Linked DNA regions of Mus musculus: region 1 is linked to region 2. A link is a contact called in public Hi-C data. All regions are on one chromosome and are shown on one strand. Each heading gives the region's core, a stretch centred on a gene start, on an enhancer-like site or on the middle of the called end of the contact. The rest is flanking DNA. Distances are from core to core; before and after follow the strand shown.

The links. Hi-C and Micro-C count contacts between places; a contact is called where the count stands out from the background.
Region 1: a contact with region 2 is called in a Hi-C map of uterus. The contact joins two enhancer-like sites. A contact is called at or near these places in 3 of 484 Hi-C or Micro-C datasets (nephron progenitors and uterus) and 1 of 9 other capture datasets (embryonic stem cells).

Annotation. Positions count from the first base shown.
Region 1 is chr5:38,063,468-38,066,167 of GRCm38.p6, forward strand. All of the region lies in intron 1 of Stx18 (syntaxin 18), which reads left to right. Among named protein-coding and RNA genes, the nearest start is that of Stx18, 26 kb to the left of the region's middle. Within about 2 kb of position 1,409, at least 23 of the 459 cell types and tissues checked have an H3K27ac peak or open chromatin away from gene starts, as enhancers often do. A contact at or near this core is called in uterus, where this site is marked.
Region 2 is chr5:37,931,104-37,933,803 of GRCm38.p6, forward strand. No RefSeq gene overlaps it. Among named protein-coding and RNA genes, the nearest start is that of Gm20052, 39 kb to the left of the region's middle. Within about 2 kb of position 1,353, at least 6 of the 459 cell types and tissues checked have an H3K27ac peak or open chromatin away from gene starts, as enhancers often do. A contact at or near this core is called in uterus, where this site is marked.

The DNA.
Region 1 (2,700 bases), core at 159-2,658, 130 kb after region 2:
CATCTTTCCAAGCTTCATGGCTTAGCGTTTATCTGGGGCAGGAGAGTTAGCACTCAGCTGAGGCCAGAGAGGCTGTGAGCTGCAGCTGCTTAGTTCTAAACTAGGCGTTGATGGAGTGTAAAGATCCGCATTCTGTGACTTTGGATGAAGTTAAGAAAAGGGGGAAAGCAGAAGTTAGAAAGGAATTAAAAACATTTATTTTACAAGTCCTCAGCACTCGTGTAAGGAAGCTGTGTGCTCATAATCTGTATTAAGACATGATTTTTGGTAGCCAGTCTTGTGAAGCTTGTATTGAAATTCACATGTAGACTGACCTAAAGAAGCTCTCTTCCCTTTGCAGTTTCTCCATGCCAGTTGGCTTGCTATGTTCAGTTTATGTGCAGCACATGAAGAAAACATAAAACGGCACAATCACAAGGCCAAAGTTCTGTCATGGTTTTGTACAAATGCCTTATTCTGATCCTATCTTGGTTTAAGCATGAGCCTTACAGAGAGCAAGGGCGGAAATTGGGAATGATTTTCTACAGCACTTACATGCTACTCTGCTTCTAGTCATTCAATACAGGTCAATCTTAAGCTGAGCAAATCGGTATAAGAAAATCTGTACACATGTGAAGTGGGAAATCGGGGTAGTTGTTCATTTTCCGTGAAGATATAACTTATGGAAGATTTAATTTTAGAGACACTTCCTGGGTCCTATAACTTAAAGTAGGCTTAATTTTAGAGCTACTTCTTGGGTCTGTGCAAGATCATTATACTTGCAGTGACTTCTTTTAGAGGCAGGAATGAGCCATCTGTAGTGACAGAAACAGTTGCTTCTGCAAAATGTGCCTCAGTTCAAATCAGTGCTGTTAAAACACACCATTATCTTTGTGCCTTAGAAACTGTCTGATTTTGTGACAAGAAGAGGTGATATTGATCATGTTTGTGTGTCTTACCAGGAGTGTTGGTGAAACTGCCAACTGTGACTGTGAAAACCTGTTTTAGGCCTACACACATGTGATTTCAAGAAGAACAGCAACTTAGGATTTATTCTGTGGCCATAAAATCCTCTTTGCTGTAAAACCCGAACACTCACAGCAGCTTCTGAAAATGGAACCTTGAGACTATTCTGTATCCTGTACTTTCTGTTTTCACTTTTCTGGAGTTAGGACATTTCTACTCTATCAGTATGGCAACAAAAGTGAGTTTAGGGAATAGAAAATGAAGCTTTAATTGGAATGGAGATTGAAAAAAAATGTTCCTAATGTCATGATGTGGGTGGGAAATCCACGAGGAATGCACAGACTGGCTACAAGGCAGCCCTCCATCTCAAGCTGTTTTCCCCAGGGTCGTCTGACAGGGTTGGGGCCTGAGAAGTGTCTGCCTGTGTATTCAGCACACCAAGCAAAGGCAATGGCGTTTCAGCCAGGGCTGGGAGTCCGTGCACAGGGATCTGGAGCCTATGCATCAGGGAGCGGGCTCTGGGGATTTATGTGGTGCTGTGTGGTGACTTCATGCTTGTCCTGCTGGATAAAGAGTGCTGTGTTTATAGTAGGGAGGGCCTCTTTTTTTTAGATTAGGAAGTAGTTTTGCTTGTTTTGTTTTAGCACAGACAAAATTCCTGGTCATTTGCAATTCTTAAAAAGCCATATGCAAGGGTTTAGTCAAGAATATGCTTTGCTTTATAAGTTACCCGGCTGGAAGATAACCATATCAATGTTGCTAACGACTTGTGTCCAGAAGAATGTTTGCTTTTTCTGTTTTTCACTTGAGCCCTTTAGGAAGTATTTTTCATGGACTTCAAGTGATACAAACTCATTCATCAAACAGTAACATTTATATGTGAAAATCTTCATCATAAGGCAGTTTCTGCTAGAAGAGAGGCAGGGTCTTTGAATTTCCCCCCAAAACTGCAACTTCAGAAAATATGTAAGAGATGTAGCAATTAACCTACATGCAGGTTTCTAATACTAGAAAATGGGCAGCTAGTTACATTCAAAGACAGGATCTGATGGGCCCAAATTGCTTAAAACAGCACAGTTACTGAAGATCTTCCCTAGGGAGCTTGAGAAACCATTTAACAGATGAAAGTACATTCTGAAAAGTCTGACCTTACAGGCAATCATAAAATGAATCAAAACAGTGCTTTTTCCCCCTGAAATGTACAGAGCCCATCTGTGTCTAATCCAGTAATTATAGACTGTGTTCAATTACCTTTTCAAACTTGGAGCAGACTGGAGACTAGGCAGTGAACAAACATAGGGTTTTGTCTAGACCTCAATTGACCACAGTCTAAAACGTGAATTTATATCTAATTTTATTTTTTGTTTGGTTTGATAGTTCTTAGAGGATTCATTTTTGCTACTTGGTATTTCAGCCTCTTGATCTCAGACACCGCCTTCTCTCATCACAAAAGCTTTTGTATCTGCTGTGGCTTAAGCTGTAACAAGAGGTTTAGTTTTGTGAGTAGTCACTGTTGCTTGCAAATCAATAATTTGTGCTAGAGAAAAGGCTACACTGGGCTGGGGGAGGGGGTTTCGCCAGTGAGTAGCATTTTTTAAAATAGCCCTTTAAATGTGTTGCTGCTGACTGTAACTCTTTGTTGTATGGTTAGGAAAAATAAATTATTTTCCTTAAATGTAAAAAACTCTTATAATTTTCAGTTGCTATGTTCATTTACCATTTTAAAAAATACTTGGAGATGGCCAAAAGAAATCT
Region 2 (2,700 bases), core at 103-2,602:
TTCTGGTAAGGAAATGTCAGAATTCACTAGATCTGGATCTCTGGAATGCAATGCAATGTAGTAACTTCCTTTCCATTGGGTAAAGATAGAAACTTTTTGGGGTTTGGTGCATTTTTTGTTTGTTTGTTTGTTTGTTTGTGTTTTTGTTTGTTTTGTTTTTCTTTTTCTTTTCTTTTTTTTTAAGATAGGGTTTCTCTGTGTGGCCCTGGCTGTCCTGGAACTCACTCTGTATACCAGTCTGGCCTCAAAACTCAGAGCTCCACCTGCTTCTGCCTCCTGAATTGATGGGATTGAAGACATGTGCCACCACCATCCACTGCCTTTTATTTTGAATACAAGGCCTCATGTCTAGGCTGTCTTTGAACACCTGATCTTCCTGTTTTCTCTCCCCCCTGATTCCTATTATAAGCATGTACCACCCATGCCTGGATATAGGCATGTACCATTATGCAGTGCTGAGAATGAAACCCAGGGCCTTGTGCACACTAGGCAAACACTCTACCAACTGTATCACATCCCTAACCTAAAGTTGGAGATCCTTTGCCTGAGATGTGTGGACTAAAAGAGATGCTTCCAAGGCTCTCTGCTGTGCAGGGAGGAAGAGGGTGTCCGCTCAGAATAGACTACCCCATCCTCAGTAACCTGCAGCCCTAGCCCGGATGCAGAGGACCACTGATGCCCCACCCACTGGTTCCTATTGTGATCCTCTGACCCTCTGGGGAAGTAGGTAGGCTCTGAACAGCTACGAGAACCACGGAGTCAGTTCTCCTGGTCACCCAGCCAGTCAATGGCAATGCTAATACCCTCACCTACCACCTCTAATACTGCTTTCATGAGAGTGTGATTTCTTAATAAAAAAGTAAAATTGAACTTATGTCCCTTCCTTCAGTGAGCGTGAGCTGCCTTTTAGCCAGGCTATACTCCAAATGTTAAAACCATTTTTGGATTGATTGGGAGCACAACAGCTTTTAGGGAGTGTGTTCTGCCATGCCAAGCCTTTAACTCCCAGCAGAAGGAGACCACGATGCCGGAATGAAAGCTTGATAATATCTATTATTTATCATATTGTCCCCCACCACCCCTTCATGAAATATGGACGGAGGCCCAGAAATCTTAATTGCTGTGCTTGTTCCAGATGGGAAAAAATAATAATTTTCTCTGTCTGCCTTTCTAATATATTCGAATAAAGTTTATGGGGAACTCAGAGTTTATTTCATTCTGGTTGTTATGGGAAAACAAAAACTTTGGACCGAGGCCCAAATCTTTGGAGGCAGTCTACCATGAAGTATACAGACAACCCTGGGAGGTTGTTCATCCTTCTGAGTCCTAGGGAGAACAAAATTCTTCGGGTCTGCTCTCCAGACAGATCTAGGGGCCTTCTGAGCCTGCTAGTCAACCAGCTGCTAGCCTCACAGATGCCCTTTGGGGGGTTCAGCCAGGGGCAAAAGGCTGTTCTGGGGAGCTGGAGGCCCCAGTGTAGCCCAGTCTTGGTAACACCTTCCCAGTTGGAGTGTTTACGAGGCCCAGATGCAGCTCCTGGCTCAAACACCATTGGCTCCCAAATCTTGGACAATTCATTTACTATCTTGGCGTTTCCTTATCTGCATTTTCCACATTGGTAAGGTAGGGTTGATAACGCTGCGCCAAAGTCTACCATAAAAAATATGAAGCAGGCTTTAAAAAGATTCTAAAGCTGTGAGGTGAAGTGCTTCACCCAGAGTCACACTGAGAAGCCAAATTGGCTAACTCCTCCCCCAGGCTTGGCCACTCCAAGGTCACCATGTCAAACTGCTTCCCATACTCACTCCAGGCTGCTGCAGGAGCACGGCTGGCACCAGCCTAGGCCTCCATGTCCCAGCGGAAGTTTGCATGGTAAGCCAGAGAGGGAGGAGTCCAAGTAAGCAAGGGAAGTCTCCAGCCTCTGCCCTGGCCATGGCTGCTCCCTGGTCTGTACCAGGCATACCTTGTGAAGTCACAAAGGGCCCTTCTCCAGAGTCCCAGTCATTGTTTCTAGGAAGGGCAGGATGAGCTAATGCTGGCCAAGCTTCTCTGATTTACTTTCCAGATCACTGTGAATCTCTCCCAATGTCTGGCATCACTCACCTGACAGACTCCAAGAGAAAGGCGACTTGAGGGATGGGGATGCAGTTCTGGGCTTGGGGGATACCTCAGTTGATAAAGTGCTTGTCTTGAAAGCCTGAGGATCTGTGTTCAATCTCCAAAATCCATGTTAAACTAGCTGAATGTGGCGATCACATCCTTGTAGTTCCCAAGGTTCGATGGCCAAGTCTAGCCTTCTCAGCAATTTCTGAGCCAATGAAAGACCCCATTTCAGAAAACTAGCTGGACAGTATCTGAGGGACATCACTTGATGCTGACCTCTTCCACACACATGCACACACATGCACACATGTGCACACGAATACACAGAAGGGATAGTCAGAGTGAGTCTATACAGCTGTATGCAGGAGAATACCACCCTGACCTTTCCAAACCAACCCTAGAACACACACACAAACACACACACACACATTGAAGATTGGTTCTAATGCTTTGATTCATTTGGGAATCTGCATGTCCAAATCCTTGTCCCCGATTGGTTTTTGATCAACCAATAAAGATGCCAATGGCCACTGGTTGGACACAAGGTGGATCCCTTAGAGTTCCGAGGGCTAGGATGCTGAGAGGGAGGGCAGAATC